2 separate regions of the Zea mays genome follow, and region 1 is linked to region 2. The links are chromatin contacts, called in public Hi-C maps. All regions are on one chromosome and are shown on one strand. Each heading gives the region's core, a stretch centred on a gene start, on an enhancer-like site or on the middle of the called end of the contact. The rest is flanking DNA. Distances are from core to core; before and after follow the strand shown.

What was found. A called contact is a pair of places that touch in the nucleus more often than the background predicts.
Region 1: a contact with region 2 is called in a Hi-C map of ear, with 2.6 times the contacts expected there. The contact joins two enhancer-like sites. A contact is called at or near these places in 5 of 25 Hi-C or Micro-C datasets (ear, endosperm and leaf).

Annotation. Positions count from the first base shown.
Region 1 is chr3:111,758,291-111,763,525 of Zm-B73-REFERENCE-NAM-5.0, forward strand. No RefSeq gene overlaps it. Among protein-coding and RNA genes, the nearest start is that of LOC109945267, 16 kb to the left of the region's middle. Within about 2 kb of position 2,246, at least 5 of the 20 cell types and tissues checked have an H3K27ac peak or open chromatin away from gene starts, as enhancers often do. A contact at or near this core is called in ear, where this site is marked.
Region 2 is chr3:111,601,775-111,607,537 of Zm-B73-REFERENCE-NAM-5.0, forward strand. It overlaps LOC103650272, which reads left to right. Exons shown (of 4, transcript XM_008675882.3): 1 at 1-30; 2 at 1,360-1,509; 3 at 1,630-2,295; 4 at 2,403-3,837. The coding sequence ends at 3,506. Among protein-coding and RNA genes, the nearest start is that of LOC103650272, 3.7 kb to the left of the region's middle. Within about 2 kb of position 4,482, at least 18 of the 20 cell types and tissues checked have an H3K27ac peak or open chromatin away from gene starts, as enhancers often do. A contact at or near this core is called in ear, where this site is marked.

The DNA of each region.
Region 1 (5,235 bases), core at 996-3,495, 150 kb after region 2:
TCCTTGTTCCTCCCTGTAATTATGTGCTTTTGGAGGCTGTGGATCATGGGGATTAAAGGATTAGAGGTTGGATTAGATGTGGGGTTAGGTTTTGATCTCGAATTTAGTTTCTGCAGAATGGCAGATTCGACAATTTCTGTTAATGGCGGTTTTCCGTGGTCTTAGTAGCCTCAAAAAAATAAAAAGTCTATCTATGAGTTGTAGACAATTTGTAGATCTTTCCGTGACCATGAAGAACACCTCAATCGGACATCAGATCAGAAAGTTATTGCAGTTTGATTATAGCAGTTTTTCAGTCTCATAATTATGTGCAGAATCTGTTCTCTTAAGATTTAGGCAATTTTATCAACAGAATTAAACTTTAGGTTGGTAAAAGAAGTTGTATATATTTTCATAAGCTTTCCAGATTGTTAAAGAGTGCATTCATATGAATTATTAAACTCCAGTTATGTTTGTTTTTCTGTGGCTGTTCCTGTTTGCCTGACAAAGATCAGAGGGTCTATTCACTGGTGGGTTTTGTAACACCCCAGGTGTTTATATTCCGCTCGACAACGAGTATGGATTTAAGCGCGTAATATCAGTGGATAAAACAGATGCTAAATTCTAATTATTTTCGCTATCGCGATTTTAATATCACATCTCTTTCGTCTGTCGCGAGTGCGACATTGTTTTTATTTTCATCTATTCGGGCTCGTTCTAAAATTTTCGTGATGTTTGGAACATAGTTGTCCCGAAAATCGTTGCGTCCGGTGAGTATTTAAAATTCATCGCTCGCATGAATACGAATTCGGAAGCCCGAACCACTTGGACGATTTTTATCCCGAGCAAATTAGTTTGAACTCGACGACTAAAATGTTCGGGGCAAAATGGTCTGAATCGCGCATTGTCCAAGGAAAATCGTGCGCGAAGTTATTACCCAATTTATTCTTCTGCACGCATATTTACGGCAAAATCGCGTGCGAGGATCTGTAATTGAGCCTCGATTCACTGGTAAATTATCCGTGGCTGTGGAACCAGGTGTTTAGACGCGGATAAAATTATTTGATTTCGAATCAATTGGAACACAGTCCAAAATACTGTTCTGATTTGTTCCGATTACGTCTCACCCCGATCCAAAAATCTTTAAATATAAATAACAGATATAATAGTCACCAAATCAAATCCTTCTCAAATACTAATGTCGATCTTATTTTAGTACGATCTTTTATATATTTTTCAGATCCAAATATCAGAACACCAAATATCTATGATTTTTTTAAAGAAATTAAAAAGAAACAGAAAAATATCTATTAGTCCTATCCTGTTGCCGCCCAACTCCTCTGATTTTTTTTTCAGCCACCGCTCGTCCGTAAAAAAAATCCAGCCGATCTCATCTGATGCCGCCCTGGATTTTTTTTGACGCTGCCGCTTCTGGTTCCGTTAAATGGCGCGCGTCCTCACTGATCTTCTTCTCTGCGCTATCCTCTCTCTCTCTCTCCCGGCGCTCTCCTTCCCCAGCCGTGGAGCTCCCACGCACGATTCTCTACTCCATCTCCTAACCGAGCCCCCTCCAGCCACCTCCCTCGGCTTCTTCCTCCCATCCGACCGCCCCTGCTCATCTTCCTACCTCCCGCAGCTCCCAGCCGAGCGGTTCTCTCCCCCTGTGCGCCCTTCCTGCTTCCCCTGCTCGGATTTCTACTTTCCTCCATGGCCGAACGTCCTCTTCATCTCTGGTCGACCTCCTCTCGCGCTCGGCTCTTCACCGGCGAGCTCCCTGGTGCCGCGCCCGGCTCCTTGCCCCAGGACCTTGCCGCGCGAGCTTGCCTCTGCTCGGCCGCGCTCACGCCGGCTCCCTGTTCGGCGATGGAAGACGCGTCGCGCGCCCAAGTTCCTGCGCGTCCCTCTGCCCCTACGTGTGCTCCTATGTCCATGCCGCGCTCCCAGTGTCGAGCTCCAGCCGCGTCCCTGTCCCTGTCCATGGCCGCCGAGTCTCTCTGCGCGCGGCTCGCGCCCTGCACGGATCCCCTCCCTCTGCCCAGATCTCGACTTTCGGCCCAGCTCGCTCCAGCTTTGTTGTCGCGCAGGTCACCGGCCTCCGTTTGCCACGCGCAGCTGGCGTTTCTTCTTGACGCGCGCTCCGCCTGCCGTCTCCCTGCGCGCCGTGGTATCCCGGCTTTTCCTAGCTCGGAGCGCGTTCAGTCCCCAGCTCGCCGTGCCCGGTCGAGCTCTCTGCGCACACGCCGCGCGCAGCTATGTCCCTATGCTCGCTGTGGCCGGCCTTGCTTGCTGTCTGTCCACGCGTCGTGCGTGGAGTAATAAAACAAAAATCCGTGCGCGTCGGGCTCACGCGCCAAATCTTTTTCTAACTCGCCAGCGTGCCCTCTCGGCTCGCTCGGCTTTAAAATTTCTATCTCGTCGTCGTTCCGCAAGTCACCAAGAAACCCCAGAATCGGGTGAAGACGAAGCCAGCAGCGTAATATTCACCAAGTGCGCGACAAAAAGCTCGAGCCAGGATTTATCCGCATTCGTACGAGTATTGGGTCGCGTTTGATGCTGGTGAGCCGATTTGTATTTTTTGTAAGTTTATCTGATGATTGGATTAACTAGGATTATTAGTCGTAATAATCCTCGTGTTTAGCGCAGGCACGTTGTGGTAGTGTTAAAAATAAGTGAAGTACGATGGGTTTAGTGATGCGAAAGGTAGATTAATTTAGGGATACCTAGGCGAGGTGGCGACGTAAAGGATAGATTTAGTATTTCATATAGCTATCTGATGAATTTTGTCATTGTCAATTGCACTAAATAAATAACATAAAGAAATGTTTGATTAACTGTTGACATGTAAAATATGTGAGGAGTGAAATAAAATTAAAATAGTTCTTTATGAGCGATGCAGTATAATTTATAAAGCAAGTGATAAGATTAGTATTTAATTAATTAGCTGGTGAGTTGTGTAGGCTAATTATATTTAATGTGTATAGTTTGTTGTTTGTGATGTTTGTGATAGGTTCGAGAAGCGTAATTATTGCGCTTAGTCGTAGGTCGATAACCGGTATTATCGTATAAACTTGTACAACGCCTCGCCGCTAAGTGTTTAAATTCGCTATCGTGTAGCACTATTTAGGTTTATAATATTCCCGTTCTTATGCATTCATGTGCATTATGCAAATCATTTAGGTACGCTTATTAATCGCGCGATGCGGAAGACAAGCCAAGTCGACCCCAAGCGCGGGCTAATCCGCAGGATGAAGCTGATGGACAATGGAGCGAGTATCGGAATAAAGGCTGATCGTCAAGCGAACGTCGTCTAACAACACTAACCTAGTGTTACTCAGGCAAGCCCCGGTGCATGCAACCCCTTTCCTTTTGTTTTTAAATACTTTTCGCACACTTAAGTTTAGTGAAATGTGCATTAGGTTCATAGGAATTGCTTGAAACCCTTTGATGCATTGCTTTCCTTGATATCCATACCTCTATAGATACTTCTGTGAAGTATCAAAATATGATTTACAAAAATGCTTAGCCTTGCTTAGATCTTGTGGATAGAGGTTGTCCTCAGTCTAACCCGGGAGAGGATGGCTTCTACCTGCAAGGATATTTTCATTTGGAGCAATAGTGGGATCTTACTGTAAAGTTCCCTGTGATGCTCTTTCATCCTAAGGAACAGACACAATCCTAAGGATGGAAATACTTAAATTGAGACTTGGGTTAGGAACAAGTGATGTTCTACCCAGGTTGGTTAAGGATTAATGCGTATGTAGGCGTGCTGACCGAGGACCCTTTAACTGGTCACATGCCTCGTCATGGGTAAGCCTTGCCTCGGGCAGACTAAGGCCAGAATAAGATAACACGAAATGGGCGTGGAGCGGTGGCGAGAGTAGCGTGTACCCTCCGTGGCAAGAGGCTGGACGGTGGTGTATCTGTGCTCTCGGTTTGCGTGAACCTGATCTGGTCTTAAGAACCCCGGTGGTGGGTTGACATATGCAAGGGTTAAGTGCTACATATGTCGTGTGATTGGAGATCCTCAGCTGAGTATAATCGATTCGGATCGCCGTACCTTCGCGGTTATGAAGACTTGGTCACTTTTCTACAACCTAAAGTCAGGATGTGAACACTATGGATAAAAATGATGTTGTATTGATGAGATGTTGAAATTAGACTAGATGCAAATAGAGTTTATTAATACTTAATATGGCGTTAAAAGATTGAAAGTAAGGACTCACTTTAGTAAGCTATTTCTGCAAAAGTATCTAAGTTGATTCTTGCTAAAGCCTCTCCTTGATTCCTATTTATCCAGCATACCCTTGAGAGTCTTTTCCTTAGTCGGGTAAGACTTGCTGAGTAATTCCATACTCAGGGTTTTATTCCCTGTTGTTTTTCAGGTTCTAACCTTGTGCTGTTGTGATGGTGTTAAGTGCCGGTGGGCTCGGCCTTCTTATATAAGTATACCCCGTCTTTATCTTCTTATTGAGGATGATCACTTGAGCTAGCATATATTTCAAACTTATACTTTTGTAATCACTCCGATAAAATAATGTAAAATTTTTGTAACCTGTAAAATTTGGTAATAAGATTTCCGCTGCAAAAATGTTGTGTGTGTGATTTGTGTTACTTAATCCCGCGGTTCTGGTTGTAAGTGGTTTATTCGATGTCCTTGGGGCAATCGGACGGATCCTGTTAAGTTATTTAGTGCACATGCATAGCTGTCTGAGGTCTCTGAGACAAGGACAGGTGCATGTGGGCCCAATAACTTGGGAGGTTCTGCCACAGGTTTCATCTAGTAAATGGCCAAATTGGCTCTTCCAACTATGGAGACCTTTGTAGAGGGATAAAAATTCTTACTGCCAGCAGAATTTCATAATTTTTGGTTGAGTAGTTTGGGAGATATCAAATTTTGAAGTTAACTATGCTGCTGTGTGAAACAGATTCAGTCAATTATCTTGTCAGATGTTTTAGAACTTATAGATGGCAGAATTTAATCATCCATTGAATACCGAATTTGTAGAGTACTTTGTTTAGATACTCCTAGAGTATTTGTTATATATCACCACTGTTATAATTTTAAAGATACAAAATTAACAAACAGCGTTGCTGCTGTTTGGCATGTGGTTCAGGGTGGGAGTCTTTCCACCGAGTCTTGGTTTCAAGTGTAGGAGCGATTTGTTGATTGTTGGCAAATGTTTGTGAAATATTTGTACTAAGTTTTATACCCGCTAGCAGGTGGCTACACTCCGGATCATGCCTAGTACACTTTTC
Region 2 (5,763 bases), core at 3,232-5,731:
CCCTGGGACGTCACCTTCTCCGTTGTCAGCGTGAGCATCTCTTCCTTCTCCCGCCTTCGTCTCGCCTGAGCTGGATCAAATCTATTGTGCGTTTGTTCGTGTGTGCGACAAAACGAAACTTTTTTTTTTGCATGTGATCCCTCGATGGATTAAATGTTTGGATTGGCTGTTAACACTGGATTAATTCTGCCATCTGTATTATAGTAATTCCTTTTTGGATTTTTTAAGCATTTGATATCCATCATATTGATGGCGAAAGCTTTGACTTTTTGCTTGGAAAGGGTCATGCCTCATTGATTATTTGTTGGTACCATAGTAGAAAGTGATGAATTATTGAAATTCCAATATGTCTTATCTTTACTGGGGAAAATACTTAGAAGGCATCAAAATGATGCTTTAATAGAGGAAGGCATCTGGGTTGAATTATTCTTTGTACATAGATATATTCTGTGCTATAAAGCCTATCACTTTAGATCCTTAGCAAAATCGTTCATGTTATCCACATCCACATGTATATGTTGACAGTTGCCTTGGTGTTAACTCTGTTTTCTGCTTCATTGGTTGTTTCTTAGGATGAATAGCCTGGCCTCGTTTTATTTCTTTCCGTGTTGAGGTCAATTCATGTTATTTTTTTTATGATTTCCTGATAGGATTAGTTTAATTTGGGTAGCTTAATAAGAAAAAGGTGAAAGACTTTTTCTAGGTAAATTATGTTGGTTTCACAACCTTTCTTATTGGATAAGAAACAGTCTAGCTGTCAAACGCTTAAATTGACAAGTAATTCACCTGCCTTGACTAGGTCATGTTCCGTGTTATCATTTTGTAAATAGAGATGGTAGATCAGGAAGTGCGCATAGTTTAACCTCTTGTTGCGCTGGAAACTCAGGAGGAATTGGCTGTTATGAATTGTTTCGGGTTGTTGTCCTTGTCTTGCATTGTTGCCGTGGGCCCCAGACAAGCACAAAAACGCTAACTTGTTTATGGTTACAAGGATACTGTTTTATGTTTTGACTTGTTTGCACTTGGTAGAACTGCCATTTTGATGTACCATTTCCTTGGGCAAGTTGAATCAGCCATTTGCTTTGAGTGCATCGTATGAATCAATCACACAAAAGAGTCAGAGAAGCTAAAACTGAGGTCATCAATGCCCTCTAGTGGTCTCTTATACGCGGTGACATATATATATATATATATATATATATATATATATATATATATATATATATTAGGAAGTCGACTGGTTTCACTGTCCTTAAACATGCAGAATTAGTAAAGGATGCAATCTTTTCTTTGTTGTTAAGCCGGGAATAACTTCTGCAGTTTATTTCAGCCTCCTTGACATTTTTTCTGTTGCTCCAGGAATCAAATAAAATATCAAAGAGCAAACTTGTTTTGGGGACCGCTTCACTGAACCTAGCAGATTATGCATCTGCTGCTGAAGAGGAAATCGAGATAATCCTACCATTGTCTGTGCCTAGTAGTGCAACAGACCTGGTCCCATCACTCCATGTATGCCTCTTGTCAAATATATGGCTTCATGTATTGGGCTACCAAGATTTATTTTGGTTTCTGATTCTTGTCAGATAGTTGAACATTCCGTGTGACATTTAGCGTTATCTTTCTTTCCAGCTTACTTTAAGCCTGGCGGAAGTAAGAACATCTCAACAATCACCTGGCGCTTCACAACGTTCTGTTATTGCCCCATTGTCACCTTCCTCTGGTGACTCTCTTGCTTCTGGAAAAGATGAGGTTTCTGTCATTAAGGTGGGTCTGAGAAATCTGAAAATGCTAAGAGATCTAGTGTCTACACGGAGGTTCAAAAAGACTAACCAAGACTTTGACGGCAGTGAGAAGTATTATGTCCACAGCGATGGTGCAGAATTTTCTTGTGATACTGACTCTCTTGACGATGATCTGGATGATAGAGAGCATGACGATGAGTTTGGGGGTTCAGCCGTTAGGAAGTCCTTCAGCTACGGCTCACTGCAGACTATGAATGTTGGTGCCCTACTTTATGCGCCTAGGATTGATGGAGACGATGAGGGTTGGGTACATTACAGTCACCGCAACTCTGATGTTGGTTATCATGTTGAGCAAGTGCCACCCCCCACAGCTGAGGAGCATGCTTCCATCCCTTTGCGGCGGAAGAGGAGCATACTTCCAGCTCGGTGGAGAAAGGTAAAATTACCAAAGGCTAAAGGGGAGCCTCTGTTGAAGCCGTATGGAGAGGAGGGTGGTGATGATATTGACTACGATCGGCGGCTGTTGACCCCTTCTGATGGATCTGTTTCAGAGGTACATATTTTATTGACATCTCAAGTTTTTTGGTTTTTTGTTCCTTCTTTTTATACTAGCATTATGTCGGGGGTCAATTGACAGAATATCATCTTGACCATTTGCAGGGATCAAATGGTTCTAACAGTATGGTGTCGGTATTTGGTGATGACGATTTTGTTGTGGGGAACTGGGAGTCGAAGGAAGTATTTAGCCGAGATGGCCACTTGAAGCTTTCTACACAGGTGTTCTTTGCATCGATAGACCAGAGAAGCGAACGGGCTGCAGGGGAGAGTGCATGCACAGCACTTGTGGCTGTTGTTGCAGACTGGTTCCAAACAAACCAGGACCTGATGCCAATCAGGTCACAGTTTGACAACCTGATCCGAGAAGGATCTCTGGAATGGAGGAGACTCTGTGAGAACGAGACCTACAGAGAGCGCTTTCCTGATAAGCACTTTGATCTTGAAACTGTCCTTCATGCAAAGATCCGTCCACTCACAGTTGCTCACAGTAAGTCATTCATTGGGTTTTTCCATCCTCAAGGCACTGAGGATGTAACTGGATTCGACTTCCTCGACGGTGCAATGTCATTCGATAACATCTGGGACGAGATAAGCCGAGCAGCGGAGTGCTCCTCCGGAAAGCCTGCCCTCTACATTGTCAGTTGGAACGACCACTTCTTTGTCCTCAAGGTTGACGCCAATGCTATTTACATCATTGACACGCTCGGTGAGAGGCTGTCTGAAGGCTGCAACCAGGCATACATCTTGAAGTTTGATGACACCACCACCATCCACAAAACACCTGCTGAAAAGAAGGAACCAAGTCCTGATCACCGTGGACGCCGCAAGGATTCCTCAGAGACCTGCTCAACCGAGCAGGGCAGCGGATCGGACACTGAAGAGTGCGAGCCTGTGTTGAAGGGCAAGGATGCATGCAAGGAGTACATCAAGAGCTTCTTGGCCGCCATCCCGATCCGGGAGCTGCAGGCTGACATCAAGAAAGGTCTCATGGCATCAACGCCCCTGCACCACCGCCTCCAGATCGAGTTCCACTACACGGAACCCCGCCCCGCCGAGATCGCGGCGCCTTCTCCACTGCCCCCATTCGAAGCCCCCTTCGAGTTCTGCTGGCCCGAGCCACCGTCACCGCCAGCTGCCACTGAATCCACCGTGACCCATCCACCTGCCATGGAGGCCGGCATAACCCAGGCTGTCGCCGTTGTATAGCCGGTCCTGGCTGCTGCTGCGGCCTAGCCTAGGGCAACGGTTGCTTAGTTTAACATATAGAGGGCGGCGCTTCTTTTAGCGAGCGAATTGTGAGGTCGAGACCAGATCGAAGATTTGGCTGGCTTCGGCCCTGGTCTGCTCCTTTTGCTGTCTAATTAAGATGAACTGACTAGTATAGCTTGACTGTCTTTTGGTCTCAGCTTTCATCATCTTGTAAAGAAAGAAAGGATGATTGCTCCTGCACATCTTTACCTGTGAAGCGAGTTCGCTGGAATTGTAATCCTTTGCTACATTATCTTTATGTGAATCATGACCTCGTCTTTTTTGGTAACATGCGTATGGTCATCTTGTATGAAGATACTTAGGCCCTGTTTTAGTTGTAGACATCAAAACAACCCAGCTAGCTAACAGTTCAGCCAACTAAAATCAGCTAATAGTTCGCCTAACTACTGGTTAACTAGACAATTTTTAGCCAGCTAGCTAACTATTAGTTTTAATTATTGACCGATTCATTGGATATTGAGGGCTAGTTTGGAAACTCAAACCATCTTTTGGATTGAAAGGGAACGAGAGAGACATTATTTCTCTCTCAACCCTCTCCAGTCATGTAATCATGGAAAAGATTTGAGTTTTCAAACTCTCCAAAAGAAACAGCTATCCAAACGCGTGACTGACGAAACAAAGTGTGTGACATGGAACGCACTGCAGCGCAGCTGAACTGGGACAAGGCCACCCAGTGCAGCCGCATAAAATGGGCGAACGGTCCCTAAAAAAAAAACTAACGAAATCGTTGGTGACGATTTGGTCCGGCGTCTCCATCAGCAAAAAGGTTCATGCCGAAGCTGACCTCTCGCTGCCTGTCAAGGCCTGCTTTTCCGGCGCCGATCCACCGCAAGCAAGCGAGGGAGGCTCGCGAATCTAAAGAGCGCCAAAAAGGGCCGTGAAATGCTTGGGCGGTGGCCGGTGAGGGCGACGGGCGAGCTGCTGCGACCCACGGGCAGATAAACGGCGGAGGGTCTCAAATGACCCGGGGCATCGAGATGGGAGCATGTCGAGATGTGGTTTTTTCTTATAAAAGTGAGACAGTAGTGTCTTATACATGTCGAGATGTGGTAAAGAATTTAAACGCAGGGCCTTAGGTAAGTGTGTCAGAAAATATACGGTAAGTTTTGGCACCGAACAAGCCTATTCACAGCATAAAGGTGTTCTTTTTTAAAGTTTTTTACTTTTCGAATCTTTTAGTCGTGTGGACAACGTTTTTGAGCTGAAAACCTTGCGCGCGTCATTTTCGTTGGCGTGACGATACTGTAACAGCATGCGACCTGTGGCGTCCTTTTTCGCTGCCACGACACAACACAATGCACGGCAGTGAAACCAACAGGGGGCCTAGTAGTAGGTGGCACAGCCATTGCAGGACAAAAATAATGCTGCAGCAGACCTGCAGTGCAAGAAGCCCTTTTGGCCTGACCATTGGTTTCGTTTCGTTTTTTAGCACTTGGATTTGGCTGTGGCCTGTGGGAAAGATCCAGAGATCGACCAAAGCGGATTGGGTTCAGTTACCTGCTGCTGGCTGCAGCAGCACTAAATTTGGTCTGAAATATTGGTGAGGCGATCCATCAGGCGTCCGGAGACAGTTTTTTTTCCCTGCTGTGATGAATCTCTCAGATGACCCGTTGGGCAGGAACGATTGTCAAGGATAGCGAGGACAAGGATGTTTTCTGTTGGTGTAAATGGAATATCTGTAAAGAACCTCTCTGTAAACAGATGCCCCCATAAAAACTATGCCTAATCTTATATCACAATCTACAGAAAAAGCATGAGAACTATGCCTATATCCAATCCATCTAAGCTAGAAATATAAGCAGTACCACGACAAATCTTAATACAAATTGTTCAAGCATACCTATGGGTCCGCCACTGGGTAGCACTATTTTACTGGGTGGTCACTCCATATGTTCCAATTAAATCATATGATCTTGATTACTTAACAAAGCATCCATAATAGCAATGATAACAATAAGATGATCTTTGAAACAATAATATCATTAACGAGCAATTGCATAAAATTAAAGTTATAGCAATAGCATAGTTACTTGTTTAAAAGTTAACCCAGGTTAACAAGAAATAAGGTTGGAAAGGTTAGGTGGATTTGAATAGGTAACCCATCAAATTATACATAAAATAAATATAAACTTAGTTATCATGTGTTGTTTGGGATCAAACAGAGTATGCAGGGGGAGAAGTCCACTTGCCTTGC